Linked DNA regions of Bombyx mori: all the other regions are linked to region 2. A link is a contact called in public Hi-C data. All regions are on one chromosome and are shown on one strand. Each heading gives the region's core, a stretch centred on a gene start, on an enhancer-like site or on the middle of the called end of the contact. The rest is flanking DNA. Distances are from core to core; before and after follow the strand shown. Region 1 holds the start of LOC101743313. Region 2 holds the start of LOC101737929 (mitochondrial cardiolipin hydrolase). Region 3 holds the start of LOC134198673 (dimethyladenosine transferase 1, mitochondrial). Region 4 holds the start of LOC101746146 (serine/threonine-protein kinase MAK). Region 5 holds the start of Rab-10 (small GTP-binding protein Rab10).

Evidence for each region. Hi-C and Micro-C count contacts between places; a contact is called where the count stands out from the background.
Region 1: a contact with region 2 is called in a Hi-C map of posterior silk gland, with 3 times the contacts expected there. The contact joins the promoter of LOC101743313 here to the promoter of LOC101737929 in region 2. A contact is called at or near these places in 2 of 7 Hi-C or Micro-C datasets (posterior silk gland and whole pupa).
Region 3: a contact with region 2 is called in a Hi-C map of whole pupa, with 5 times the contacts expected there. The contact joins the promoter of LOC134198673 here to the promoter of LOC101737929 in region 2. A contact is called at or near these places in 6 of 7 Hi-C or Micro-C datasets (middle silk gland, midgut, posterior silk gland and 2 more).
Region 4: a contact with region 2 is called in a Hi-C map of posterior silk gland, with 1.9 times the contacts expected there. The contact joins the promoter of LOC101746146 here to the promoter of LOC101737929 in region 2. A contact is called at or near these places in 5 of 7 Hi-C or Micro-C datasets (middle silk gland, posterior silk gland and whole pupa).
Region 5: a Hi-C map of posterior silk gland shows a contact between it and region 2, with 2.0 times the contacts expected there. The contact joins the promoter of Rab-10 here to the promoter of LOC101737929 in region 2. A contact is called at or near these places in 2 of 7 Hi-C or Micro-C datasets (posterior silk gland and whole pupa).

The regions. Positions count from the first base shown.
Region 1 is chr11:19,486,395-19,489,141 of ASM3026992v2, forward strand. It overlaps LOC101743313, which reads right to left and starts at 1,343. Exons shown (of 4, transcript XM_004927039.5): 1 at 1,003-1,343. The coding sequence starts at 1,156. It overlaps LOC732998 (proteasome subunit alpha type 6-A), which reads left to right and starts at 2,262. Exons shown (of 5, transcript NM_001046994.1): 1 at 2,262-2,386. The coding sequence starts at 2,311.
Region 2 is chr11:18,640,415-18,643,114 of ASM3026992v2, forward strand. LOC101737929 (mitochondrial cardiolipin hydrolase) reads left to right here and starts at 1,278. Exons shown (of 3, transcript XM_004932841.5): 1 at 1,278-2,084; 2 at 2,373-2,692. The coding sequence starts at 1,628. It overlaps LOC101736905, which reads right to left and starts at 909. Exons shown (of 35, transcript XM_012696118.4): 1 at 264-909. The coding sequence starts at 634.
Region 3 is chr11:19,237,791-19,240,558 of ASM3026992v2, forward strand. It overlaps LOC134198673 (dimethyladenosine transferase 1, mitochondrial), which reads right to left and starts at 1,347. Exons shown (of 1, transcript XM_062671282.1): 1 at 272-1,347. The coding sequence starts at 1,347. The coding sequence ends at 310. LOC101746847 (tRNA dimethylallyltransferase) reads left to right here. Exons shown (of 7, transcript XM_038013943.2): 7 at 1-1,698. It overlaps LOC101746569 (cytochrome c oxidase assembly factor 3, mitochondrial), which reads right to left and starts at 1,613. Exons shown (of 1, transcript XM_004927126.3): 1 at 356-1,613. The coding sequence starts at 1,613. The coding sequence ends at 1,350.
Region 4 is chr11:19,286,689-19,289,388 of ASM3026992v2, forward strand. It overlaps LOC101746146 (serine/threonine-protein kinase MAK), which reads right to left and starts at 1,291. Exons shown (of 6, transcript XM_021348649.3): 1 at 1,080-1,291; 2 at 102-1,015. The coding sequence starts at 940. It overlaps LOC101745867 (tryptophan--tRNA ligase, mitochondrial), which reads left to right and starts at 1,674. Exons shown (of 6, transcript XM_004927121.5): 1 at 1,674-1,900; 2 at 2,337-2,522. The coding sequence starts at 1,814.
Region 5 is chr11:19,502,671-19,505,370 of ASM3026992v2, forward strand. Rab-10 (small GTP-binding protein Rab10) reads right to left here and starts at 1,379. Exons shown (of 4, transcript NM_001098352.2): 1 at 1,203-1,379; 2 at 840-1,039. The coding sequence starts at 1,329. It overlaps LOC101743029 (cohesin subunit SA-2), which reads left to right and starts at 2,617. Exons shown (of 21, transcript XM_004927037.4): 1 at 2,617-2,700.

The sequences.
Region 1 (2,747 bases), core at 93-2,592, 850 kb after region 2:
AAATATGAAAGGTCTTATGTAACGGATTTATAGGACCACATTTAAAAATCAGGTTTCTGTAAGTAATTAATCTGAACAAGTATTAGCAGAGGTTGGGAACCCAATAATAAGTAAAAAGACATAAGAATCACAGTAGGTACCACCACCCCGCCTATTTCTGCTGTGAAGCAGTAATGCGTTTCGGTTTGAAAGGTGGGGCAGCCATTGTAATGTTCAAACTGAGACTCATGTGTCGAGGTAGGTGGCGGCATTTATGTTGTAAATGTCTATAGGCTCCGGTTACCACTTAACACCAGGTGGGCCGTGATCTTGTCTACCCATTTAAGCTATAAAAAATAAAATAATAATGTTAATGTGATTTGTGCAAAAAGTTAATGAAACTTTATGAAAAGCTTTATTTCTCTTATTGAGAAAAGTGATGAAAGTGGTGAATTAAATTAATGCCAAATTCAGGTGGAATGCATGATGATGAGTGACACAGGCTTATGGTATATGGAATATGATATGTTAAGAAATGAGCATCTGACTATGTATGGTATATTCAAGAATTGTGTTGATTGTTGTGTGTTGATTAAAAGCAAGACCTTAGAATTCATGTCTCAGTGGGTGGCAGCATTTGCGTTGGAGATATCTATGGTTACCACTTAACACCTGGTGGGCAGTGAGCTCGTCCACCCTTTTAAGTAATAAAAAAAGAGTAATAAAGAGTAAGAATAATAATAGTAATACATAAACCCAGAAACAACAAATTCTATTCGACTAACATTGCACTTCAATTATTTTTGTATAAAATGTATTCAACATTCAAATTGATTAGAAATTTTGAAAAATCAGACCCTATAGGTATTTATTAACTTTTAATAACAGGCCGCCGAAATCCGTTAACGGATCAACTCAATAAAAAAATTTAAATTATGCAAAAATGTCGTTAAACTGTCGTACTGAAATATTCAAAACCAGATTTGATAACTATCGGCAAACACAACTTATATGTTTAATTACCGTGGAAATCGTATATTCTCTGTGTCCTCCTGAGGTATTTCTCCTCTTGTAGCTCTCTATCTACTTGAGCATGTTTCTCCCTAGCTTCCAAAACTTCTAAGAACGACGAAAACAGTGATTTTCTTTCGTTATTATTTGCAACGGTTTCTTGCATTATGTATTTGGAAAAAAAACTGTGTATAATTACAGAAGGATATCAAAATTATATATCTATAGTAGATTTTATTGATTTCGCAATCCTTTTCTTTTAAAATAATTTAAAAGAAAATCTCGAGAAAATAAACGGAAACTAAATTTAAATCACACAACCTTCACACACAATTAACTGTCAACAACTGAACATAGATACTTTATTTTGTTTGTTTTGTACATTTTCACAGGCATGAGAATCATAAGGCAAACGATAATGCTAAAGGTCAGAAAATAATGGTAGTGCATTATACTTTATGAAGAAAAGACAGCCAAAAAAAGAAAAATTGAACAGAATTTTTAAATAAATGTTTAATTGTTAACAATTTCCTTCAAAACGGATTCTTTATCTTCTTCTTTCAGTATAGCATTCGGTTTCTTGCGATACCAAATTATTACATTTTGTTAAATTAGTAATATAGTGTAACGAACAAAGTAGGTTATTTGAATTTGTAATCAATGGGAATGAAAAAAATAAAAATAAAATGTTATGAAATAATATAAAGGCAAAGTAAAATTATGGAAATTTATAAAGATTTGAATGAGTATTTGTGGTAGAATCTAAGAAGTCACGGACAGTGACTTTGTTTAATTTTCCCTCACTTGTACTATTTTGTAGATGCTAAACAGTTGAAAAGTTGTTATTACTGCGTGCTTAAATCTGAAGAAAGAACTTCTGGCTTTCTCATAAAAAAGTCCAAATAAACTCTTTTGGAAGCACTAAAATGTATTTTATTGTAGAATTGCATTGTATTGTACATGTTTGATAAATTGAATAGAGTGACAGAAATTCACTGCGAGTGCAATGGATATGGAATGCATACTTACATAGGTACATATCTTTGGCTGTAAAAAATAAACTTCAAATACGATTTGATAGTATACCTACCTAACTACTCACAGAGTAATTTTCGTAAAATAGAGGTCAAAAAGTAAAATTTTGTTTCCTTTGCTCAAATTTATTTGTATTTTTTTTTCCATGACTAGCGAGAACAGGATTGATGATATTTTAGATTTGAAAAATTGGCTAAATTGTCAAACATAATTTTTGTCGGCTGTCAAAGTTGCATTGTAGAATTTTGTAAATTTTAATCTTATTTTTGATATTGAATAAATAGAATGGCTCGAGAAAGCAGTGCCGGATTCGACAGACATATTACTATCTTTTCACCTGAGGGAAGACTGTATCAAGTTGGTAAGTTATGTGAAAAATCATGAATTTTACCATCATGCTAAACGAAGTTTGTTATTTTGCCTGAATTTCTTTATTAAATGTTAGAAATTAGTATTTATGCCTTTATTGTATAACGAATGCATTTGTTTATATGTTACAAGAACGTAACAATAATTCTTAAATGAAAAATGAATAGTCATGCTGCCAATAGGTTCTTGGACCAAATTTATAAAAAAATAGTAGAGGTTAGAGAATTTTGAATATAACTTCTCCATCCGTGGCAGAAATAGGGAGAACAGAATAATGTTATCATATATGTGCCTATCGACACACGACATCGAACCGAAGTCCTTCCTATTTCTGCCATCTAGCAATTGTGCTT
Region 2 (2,700 bases), core at 28-2,527:
CTTTTACTAAATATATGATGATAGTTTAATTTGGACTATAAAATATCTGACAAGAGTATTCTCAAACAGTAATGAGTAGTTCTGCACTCAAAAAAATTAAAAATAATTATTAGAATTACGACAACAGGGGTTTTTGCAAGAGTGTAGTTTATTCGCGCGCTAAGATGTGGCACCACTATCACAAAAACACATTGATAAAGTGACAGTCTTCTTATAAAAGTGGGAAATTTTAATATGAAATGGTTAATGAGATAATCACTTACCTGTGTTCTCTAGATGAAGATTCATTTTCATTCTTAGACTTAACGCCGCTAAATAACGGCGTGTGAGTCTTCCCGCCGGATTTTCCGAATGGGACAAAAGAATTTGATAATTTTCTGAATGATCCATTTCTTGCTCCATTCAGCGACGTTTCTGTATGACTGTCAATACCTTTGGATGATTCTCCATTGTTTTCTAGATATTTTGATTGTTTATCTGCTTCGTAATAGAGACGATAATTTATGTTATCATTCAAAGTTAATAAATCAGTTTTCGAACCCGGAGATTTGTCGGAAAAATCATCGAACGAAACAATTTCGTAGTCATCGTCATTTCCACCAGACTTTTCTGGTTTATATGGTATTTTAGGCATTTTCTTTAGTCAAAATACACGGTAAGCTTCATTGATCGTTTTTCAGAAATGGCCGTAAACGGTAGTTTGTTGTATTGGTTTTTCTATATTTTTTCTTTGAATAATCGACGGCTTTTTCTTAAGATTTATGACACAAGCTCCAACTACAATTGGTACGCTATTGTCACATAACGATGCAACAATTTATGAACCGAGCAAGCACCTTTGTTTATTTTATCTCCTATTTTCAAACTTGATCAATCAAAATCAAACTGAGAATTCAGATTATTTGACATGTCAAATTGTCAATGTCAACGATGATCGCATTGAGTAAGAATCCTGTGCTTAGAGGTACAAAAACACAAACAGTTCTTAAAAATTGCAGCAAACTGAATGGTATTGCTTTACATAGGTACTAGAAGCTTACGAATTTAAAGTTTCATCTAATTATTATTTTTCTAAATTCAAATTTTTTATCTTTAAGACGGTCTTCTTCTAGTTTTTCGCTCTCAATAAACTCCATAACCTTCAATGGCTTAATATTATGTCTCCTTTAGATGAATAGGCCAGTTCACAGATCAACACTCTAAGCAGGACACAGACTACATGCGGTAGACAGCGGCTTGGCTCTGCCCCTGGCATTTCTGAAGTCCATGGGCGGCGGTAACCACTCACCATCAGGTGGGCCGTGTGCTCGTCTGCCTACAAGGGCAATAAAAAAACAAAAAGATAAAAATTAAATTAATTCAAATTTTAACCATAACTTTCAACCCTTCAATTACTAATGTTTAGATTTTTAACTAAAGCTGCGAAATTTCCTTATTGCATTGACTCATTTCATATAGGATCAAAATATTAAAAATAAATCTGAAATAAACAGCATTTCGAGGGTAGTTAAAAAAAGCTTAAGATCGACAGTTTACAAATGCGTGGACAGCATGGTGGGCTTTGGATGTAATTTTGTATTTTAAGACTTTGCGGTTTGTACATATATTTTAAAGTGCAATAATAATAATGGACTTCAAAAGTACAAAGTTTTTCCTGACAACTGCAGCCGCTGTGATCGTCGCTTCACAGGTAGCCAAAAAGATTTATAATTATTTTTTCAACGAAAAGGCAAAATCGTCTCCTGAATTCAACATCAACGACTCTTGCGAATTGCTAACTAACAGAAGTCGTGAAATAAACGATGTCATCTTATTTTCGGACGATGTTATTCGTCATACCATCAGAGTACCACCAAACAAAGAAATAACCATATGTGAAAGTCGTGAATTAAATTGTTTCAAGTTGATTAAATACATAAAGTCGGCGAGAGAAACGCTAGACGTTTGTATGTATCTTATCACGAGCAACGAAATTGCTGAGCAGATTATACGACTGGGACAAAAACACATTTTGGTGAGAATAGTCGTTGATAGCGACATGGCTTACACCCCGCCGTCACAAATTAAGAAGCTGAAAGAATATAGTGAGTATTTAAGTTTTATCAAATACTCGATTGCTGAACCAATATTTTTCACAAATATTAAAGTACATTTCCATTTATGAGCAAACATCTTGAAGGTGTAAACCTTGTTGCCTTGTCAAAGGTATCTTGAACTTGAGGCACAATCCGCTAAATCTCAAGCTAGCCACGTCCGTAGTTAAGGGTATTGGTTTTGATTAATATCAAGAGGAACTGCTATCTTGCAAGATCTCCTGGCCTTATTATTGTGAGATGTACCTCACTATTTCAATTTTTACCTTGTTATTGCAGGTTTCATCCAAATACAAACAAGCAAGAAATCAATACTAATGCATCACAAATTCTGCATCATTGATGGGCCTAAGGCTATTAAACGCAAAAACACCTTAAAGACCTATGCTGAAAAGTTGAATGTGTATTCTCAATGCAATAAAAGTGCAAGACAAACAACGAAATATAAAACTGTTAAAGGTTTCGTTATGTCCGGTTCATTGAATTGGTCCACCCATGCCATGGTATCTAATCATGAGAGTGTAATAGTTACTTCACATCCAAATATTGTTGGTAAATTTGAAAAGGAATTTGAGAGCCTATGGATTGAAAATGATCCGGTAAGATT
Region 3 (2,768 bases), core at 97-2,596, 600 kb after region 2:
TCATCAGGTGGTGCTGACCTTGCTAATTGTCAGTCAATTTTTTTGCTTGACAGCAGGTTGCAGCCCACCTGCAACTATAATGCTCTATTGCATAGTAAAAATAAATTTAAATATCCCAGCACTGCAGTGACAACAATGCATTACTTTAAACATCAAACAATAAAAAGAAAGGTCTAAAGTTAGGACACCTTATTTGACCAACTTACATTGTATTTTGTAATTGAAGTATACATTTTGTATGGCTGTTTTCAAAGTGAAATAAAAATCGACCTGAAACTAAATTTGTTTTATTTATAAAGTATCTACAGTTCACATGTTACATTCTATATTAACTTCCTCTGCATTTATAAGATTATTTTTATTTTTTGGTGCTCTGTAATCATAATGCTCAAACTCAGGATGTTGCTTTATGATATCATTGTATGCTTCACATAATCTGGCAAATTCCATATTGGTTATCTGAAAAGGCCTGGTCACAGGGTCAATATCAGCAATGTTGTACATTTTTAAAGCTACCTCTTCTCTCACTTCTTCTGGGAACAACGTCTGAGCACCCCGTATCGAATACTTTTGTCTCATTGAAAATATTTGACGGACAACTTTCTCAGTAAGTTTAAATGGCAATTTTATTATTGGATGTTTTAATGGTGTTAGAGTAACTACACCGACGTCTACATCTGGCTTCGGCAAAAATGCAGTACCTGGTATATCAAAATTGTATTTTACAGTGCACCAAGATTGACACATAACTGATAACCTGCACCTTTGCTTATCTAAGATACGGGCAGCCATTCTCTCTGCAACTTCTTTTTGAAAAGTAAGAGTCATTCTTGTTCTCCCAAACAACCATGGTCCTTCATGTTTAGATATCATCTCCAACCATCTTATGATCAAAATTGTAGACACGCTAAATGGTAGATTGCCAATGAGGTGAACTGGTGGAGGTGGATCCAACCAGTGGACTTTTGCATCACTCGGTATAAATTGACTTAAATCTGTTTTCAAAATATCACCCGTTATAATGTCAACATCGACTTTATCTCGACAAGCATCGGCTAAAAGCTCCAACGATGGTAAGAACCGAGGGTCTTTTTCAATTAAAACAAGTTTCTTAGGTGCCTGCCTTATTATAGACCGAGTTATTCCACCCGGGCCGGGTCCAACTTCACAAACGGTATGATTCTGAATATTACCTGAGGCACGCACTATTTTGTCAATAAGTCTCGGTTCCATGAGAAAATTCTGTGACAGCTCTCGTAAAGCGCGTAATTTGTAGAGTTTGATGACATCCTTGATGCTTGGTAGTGGAGGCAGCCTTATCTGTAATGCAGTTTTAGCGACGGCCATGATTACTGCTGTATTTTCGGGGGCTCGTCGAAATCGTCAAGGAACGTCTCCTGTTTGATGGCGAAGATAGAATACAAGTAAACACCCAACACTCCGGCTCCTATCGTGAAGCCCGTCAGTCGATTGCGTTTCGAAATCACTTGTAATTTTTGAACGCGTTCGCGATTTCTCTCTTCGATTAATTTCATATAAGCTATTTCGGCCTGCTTGAGCACTGGATCTTGTTGAGTACCGCTGATTTTCGGTTTATATGCGGAGTCTCCCATTACGGAAATAAACTTTAGAGATAATAACAAGTAATATTAATTAATGCAAACAAGACTCATTAGGTAGTTCGAAATTATTCGAAAATATAGTGTAACCTCAAAAATCGAAAATTTGGATATGTAATCCATAGACAATAAATAGTGATACACTGTGTATATGAATATTCATAGATTTTTTTTGTTGTGTCCTTTCTAGCACAGGTCATGTAGGCTGTCGGTAGGTAGCACTTCTCTTGTAAAGGACCAAACCAAGCAAATATTTTAAGTCAAAAGTAGTGCTTTTATTTATTTAAAACATCCTATTTTTAATGTACTTATACTAAAGACGTATTCAAATGTTTAATATAAAATAGATAGACTCTAGAAGAAGTATATTATTGATAAATGAAATACTAGAAAATAAATTAAAAATAACTTGTGTGCTGATGCATGACGCGACTGTCTGGTTTTAAAATTTTGGTGATGAAGTTTAACTTTATTCTTTGTAGGGATACTATAGTAGCGCTGAGACAGGCGGGGGCTTGAGGCAGGGGGCGCTCAAATATACTATCTGTCCGGTAGTATATTACTGAGTGCACGGGCACGCGATCCCGCCTTCCCTGAGCTGCTATAGACCACAACCTACTCTTCCGTGGCTACAGTATCCTGTCCTTCCTACTCCTAACTCCCTCTTCTCCTCATCTCTTTAATACCCATCCCTACACGCGGCTCCCTCCCGCTTAACACACAAAGTCTGACTTGGCGAGGAAGGCAACACAACGCAGATATGCAACGTGACTTGGCGGACTCGGCGGGTCAGCAAGGCAAGGTGGATGGCCTAGGGCGACGGTGGAGGGCATATAGTCACCGTCGGCCAGACACAACATCCAACCCCTTCTTCAGTCGTAGCGGTTTCCCGTTCCACTGATCCAAGAAGGGTAGGACGAGGGTGTGCGCCTGCGTGAGCGCAAACGTTTGCGCATCTAAATATATCCTGCGTATCTGACCGCTTCCGTTAATGGACTCCGAACAAGCAAAAGTCCTGTGGCGATGGGTAGAAGTAGAGAGGTCTAGCCTGATGTAAGCTAGGCTTTGTCCGATACCTGCACACAGGCGGTCTCGGGGGTGCGAGTACGCGCCGTGGTCGTTCTTGCGCTGCAAGTTTGGGGCGACAGC
Region 4 (2,700 bases), core at 41-2,540, 650 kb after region 2:
TCGACTCGTAATGCCTCAACATCTACTTAAGTACCTATAGCATTATCAAAAACTAGTTTTGTTGAGCCGAGAACGAGTACTCTATAAACATTTAAACTAACCGTAGAGCTTGAGGTGCAGTAGGTCGATCTCTTGGTGGATATCGCAGTAGAGCAGCAAGTAGAGCAAGTGCTGGGGGAGAGGCCGTCGGCACAACTCGCGCTAATGGTACGCCTGCACTTATAGGGAACCGAAAACGCAAAGCTTCCGCGAGAGAATAGCCTTCAGGCCACTCATCCCGATCGGGAGTTCCGAGTGTAGCACATATTTTATGCAACTGATCGATTTCTGAATTCCCTGGGAATAACGGACGACATGTGTACAATTCCGCTGTGATGCACCCTAACGCCCATAAATCGATGGGTGCTCCGTATCGGGTGTCGTGTAGCAGGACTTCGGGTGCTCGATACCATCGCGTCGACACATAATCCGTGTAGGGCGGCCTCGACCGGACTTCTCTGGCGAGACCCAAGTCGGCGATTTTCACCAATTCCGGTCCGCAGCACAGCAAATTTTCCGGTTTTAGATCGCGGTGAAAGAAGCCGTGTCGATGCATATGTGCTAGCCCTTGCAGAACCTGGTATATGATGTTTCTCAGCACCGGTTCTGGGAATGCACGATCGGCATCCCGTATCAGCTGGTACAGATTTCCCCGCATATATTCAAATACGAAATACAGAGTGTCGTTCTCTCGTATGACTTCCCTTAATTTAACTATATTGGCGTGGTTGAGTTTTTTAAGCGATTTCACTTCTCGAAGATTCATGGCTTCATCCCATGAATAATATTTACGTTTCATACGTTTGATAGCAACTTTTTCCCCTGTGTCTCGTCTTTGTGCGAGCACTACCGATCCATAGGTACCATCGCCTAGTTGCTGTAAGACCACGTAGCGATTCATATTGTTTCTAAGCAATCATAACTGTGCTTTATTTCATAAAAATGATGCTCATTCAAGACAGTAATACATCCGTATCTGTGAAAGTACGGTTTGTGATCTCAATTAGTCAGAAACTCTAAATAAACATCTAGTGGCTTACTTTCAGTATCCTTTGATAAATAATGTTACGAATTTATGCTTGAGAAGAAATTATTTGGAGATAGTAAAGGATTATCTTTCATTACAGGCATCACTTTCAAAATACTTTTAAGTTAATTCAAACTACTTATGTAAAAGATATTTAATAAAATTTAAAATCAGCTTAGAGTCAACATCGTCATGTTATTTTCACAGGTTACCATGGAAACCTAGTAACAACCGTACAGCTGGATATTGATGGAAACATGGTTGGATTTAAATGTGTAATGAAGATTGTTTATTAACTGTTTAATATGTGTTAAAGTGCGCAAATGTGGAAAAAAGAAACAAAGCCGCTGGACGCTATTTCCGGGGATCCTCTAAAAAGTCCACTGAAAAAGTCTCAGTAAATAACCACCATTTTACTGAGACTATATTGCATCTCATATCATCTCGTTTTATTTAATAATTGATTAATGTCTCAAATTAATGAACTTCATTAATGTCGCTCCATTACAATTTTTATAACTGATCATTAGTGATCATACAAAAGATTAGACTTTGTGGTGTAATACCTTCGCCTTTACAGTTGGAAAAATGAAACTATTATTACAATTAATTGTCATTGCCAAACTACAGCTGATCGTGTATCCCTAATCGATTCAGTATAAACATAGTAGGTACACTAAAGTACACTTATTAATTAAGAATATAAAGGTAGTAGTCGGCAATATAAACTATTAATAAATTTAAAAAATGAACTTGATTAAAAGAAGTATTGTTCATTGTAAAAAATGTCTAAAAGGAATTCACAGAAGTTTCAGCCAAAATTGTTGCGTAAAGGTGCAGTATTTACATCGCTTATAACCTAAATATTATTTACAATAAAGTATCAGATCATTTACAACAAAGTATCAACAAACATAAAGAAAACAGTAACAAATAACAGTAACAAAAACAACCCATTAGGATTTCATAGACAAAATTTAATTATATAAATATATTCTCAATCGGTTTTTGAAGGAGTTCAAAACACAGTTTTTTTCATGTTGTAAATATATATTTATATGTACCTATATCAGACACTATGTACCTATGATGTAGTGAAAGTTTGAATTCAACCTGGTTAGTCCGTTTGCAATAATTCTTAAAGTAAAGAGTTTTATGGATAAATGAAACCCACCAATTTAAAATTTGTTATAAAGCAAAAAAATATATTTCATACTTAATTAAAAAATTTGGCTGCTGTTTTTACAAATTTACAAAATATTTATTTTAGAATGCGGCAAATGAAAATTCTCAAGTTGAAGAATGGCCACGACGTGTGGTCTCTGGAATCCAACCAACTGGTAGCCTGCATGTTGGGAACTACTTTGGTGCAATCAGACGCTGTGTGCGCTTGCAACAGCAAGGCAATGACTTAACACTGTTTATTGCTGACTTACACTCCTTAACTGCACAGCAGGTTTGTTTAAGTTTTAAACACACTAGATGTACCTGTATGCTGTACCAATGTAATCTATACATCACTACTATTCTTAAAAGCAAAATAGCTGTTACAAATGGACATGTCATAATTATGAGGCTTCTGTATTTTGTTATTTGTCTCTTAACATTGAACTCATCTTTTCATTTCTATTACA
Region 5 (2,700 bases), core at 129-2,628, 860 kb after region 2:
AACATAATGCCATAATAGCAATAATTTACTAAGCTTAACAAATTACTGTTATTTTTTAATGTTCATATTTTGTGACCTTACTGTTAATAGGCAATACTAATATTTTCTCAATGCCACAGAGACTGAGCATGGATAATTTTTAAATTGTCTCATATTAAATCACATTTATAAAGTAACATTTCAATAACAATATTTTACTGTTACTTAAATTGCTATTATTAAACGTGTCTCTACCAAAAAATTTTGTTATAGTGAGTTCTCAATATTTCAGAGTTGTAAGTATCACAGATAATAGTTAGACCAACACTAAGGTTATTGCAAAGAACTACTACAACTCAAAGAATAACTGTTGAAAGTTTACAAGAGTTATTAATGCTAAGAATTGACTGTACAAGTAAATTTTTGTTTGTGAGAACTGATGCAAAACGATAAATAAGTTATGTTAGTTTTACCTTGGTTCACTAGTTATCAAACTAAATTGTTTTTTAATCAAGGACTTTGACCTCATTGAAATTTGTTTTCATTTCATTTATATATTCAAACCAAACTTATTACCAATGTAACTGGCAATATTGCAGCTTTGTGGTTACAATCATTATTCTGTCTAAAACTTCTGCGGTAACTATTTTCAGTACTGCAGTTACATAATATTGACTAGTGAATTTAGCATTTGAGCTATAGCCCAAATTAGGGGATTAATTTTTTCACTAGTGTCACACAGTTTTTATAGAATTTGTTTTATATCTCACATTCTTTGACTATTCAATTTAGGTCCCTTGATATTGATTAAATAACGAAATGTGAAGGAAATGAGTCATTACATATTTGTTGTTACAAACCTCGTCTATATTTCGTAACCATTTAACGATATCATCAAATGTTTTTTCATTTGTTATGTCGTATACGAGCATGATGCCCATAGCGCCGCGGTAATACGACGTCGTGATGGTGTGGAAACGCTCCTGCCCAGCAGTGTCCCATATCTGGAGCTTTATTTTCTTACCCCTTAATTCCACTGTCTTTATTTTGAAGTCGATACCTAAAAATTTAAATTATTGTAAAAGTAGTTACGTTACGTTCAAAGAATTGTTCAATTATTATTGAATAAGTACAGTTTTTAATATTTTATGAAGACAAATCTCCAGTTATTACCGGCACGAGTGCAAGATAGGAAATTAAGAAAATAACAAGGTGGTTCCTACCTATCGTCGAAATAAAAGTCGTTGTGAAGTGGTTATCTGAGAACCTAAACAATATGCACGTTTTTCCAACTCCGGAGTCACCGATGAGAAGCAGTTTGAATAACAAGTCGTATGTTTTTTTGGCCATTTTACAAATTTATTCGTTTTATAAAACAGATATCAAGGATCCAAAATATCCAACCCAAAATATGACAGATCAAAATTTTGTTGCCACTCATTCAGTGCTCCTTTTTTCCAGTATGGCAAACTTTTAGCGGTTTTGCATAATTAATTTAATTGTTTAATTTTTATGGGATTTTATGACCTGTAAGCTAAGACTTTTAAGTCATATCTTATTTTTATTTACATTCTTATTTTTGTGAAAAATGATAATATGGAGTGAAAAGAAATGAAATTAAGATGATTAATATGAGACATTTATCAACTGGGATGAAATTAAATGAAATGAGATGATATGGGACGAAATATAATCTTAGTAAAATGGTGGCCATTTAGTGAGATTTTTTCAGTGGAATTTTTGGAGGATCCCGAGAAGCTACTTCCCAGCGACTTTGTTTCATTTTCCCACATTTGTGCACTTTCACAGATATTAACCAGTTAATAAACTACCGTAATTATATACACATTTAAATCTGAAGAAACACTAAATAGACAAATAAAACAAATCACACAACTTCACTCCTCGTGTTTCCGCCAAAAAATTAATAAATTTAGTAAAGCCATGACTGCCCATTGACTGCCAGTTTTCAAAATAAAATTCCATCAATTAATATATGTGTATCATGATTCCATCCATTGTCAAATGCCCAGAGAGTTAGTAGGTACTACAAGAACTCCATGCAAATGAGCATTTCTCAAAAAATTTGACGGTAATTTTAAAAATCATCTTAAAATATAATATGAATATTTAGGACATATTATGTTAAATACAGCAAGCTAAATCTAAACAGATTCTTAATTCCCGATTGGTTTTGTGTTTTAATAGAGTTTTTACACAAAATAACAGTAAAATATTAGTCAAGGATGAAATAAAAGTTCTTATTTTAGTACTTGGAAATGATTGAAAACCTTAAAGAAAGACGCAGACTGTATTATAAATTTATGTTTTTCTATGGCTTGGTACCGAGACCTTTAAGTCGAGTCTTATGTTTACTTCTTTTAATCTATTTATTCATAATTAAGACAAACTTAAACTAACTTTAAATTAGCATATTTTTTATAAATATCTTTTTCGCTCGCATTTCTCCTAAAATATCCAATGAATTTAATAGTGAAAAATCTAGCGATTGTAATACTACGGAGCTCTAAATCTAATACCTAATATGAGAGCGCCATTCATAATCTATGGTTAAACATACAATGGGCATAGATTCCCTTGTCTTTCCTAATAAGGAAAAATTGTATCAAAAAAAAAATCTATGGTTGTTGTGTTTGCCCTGCGTCGCTTTTGTCGTTTATTGATCGATAGTTTTTGTTCCCTCTCTTTTACTCATTTATT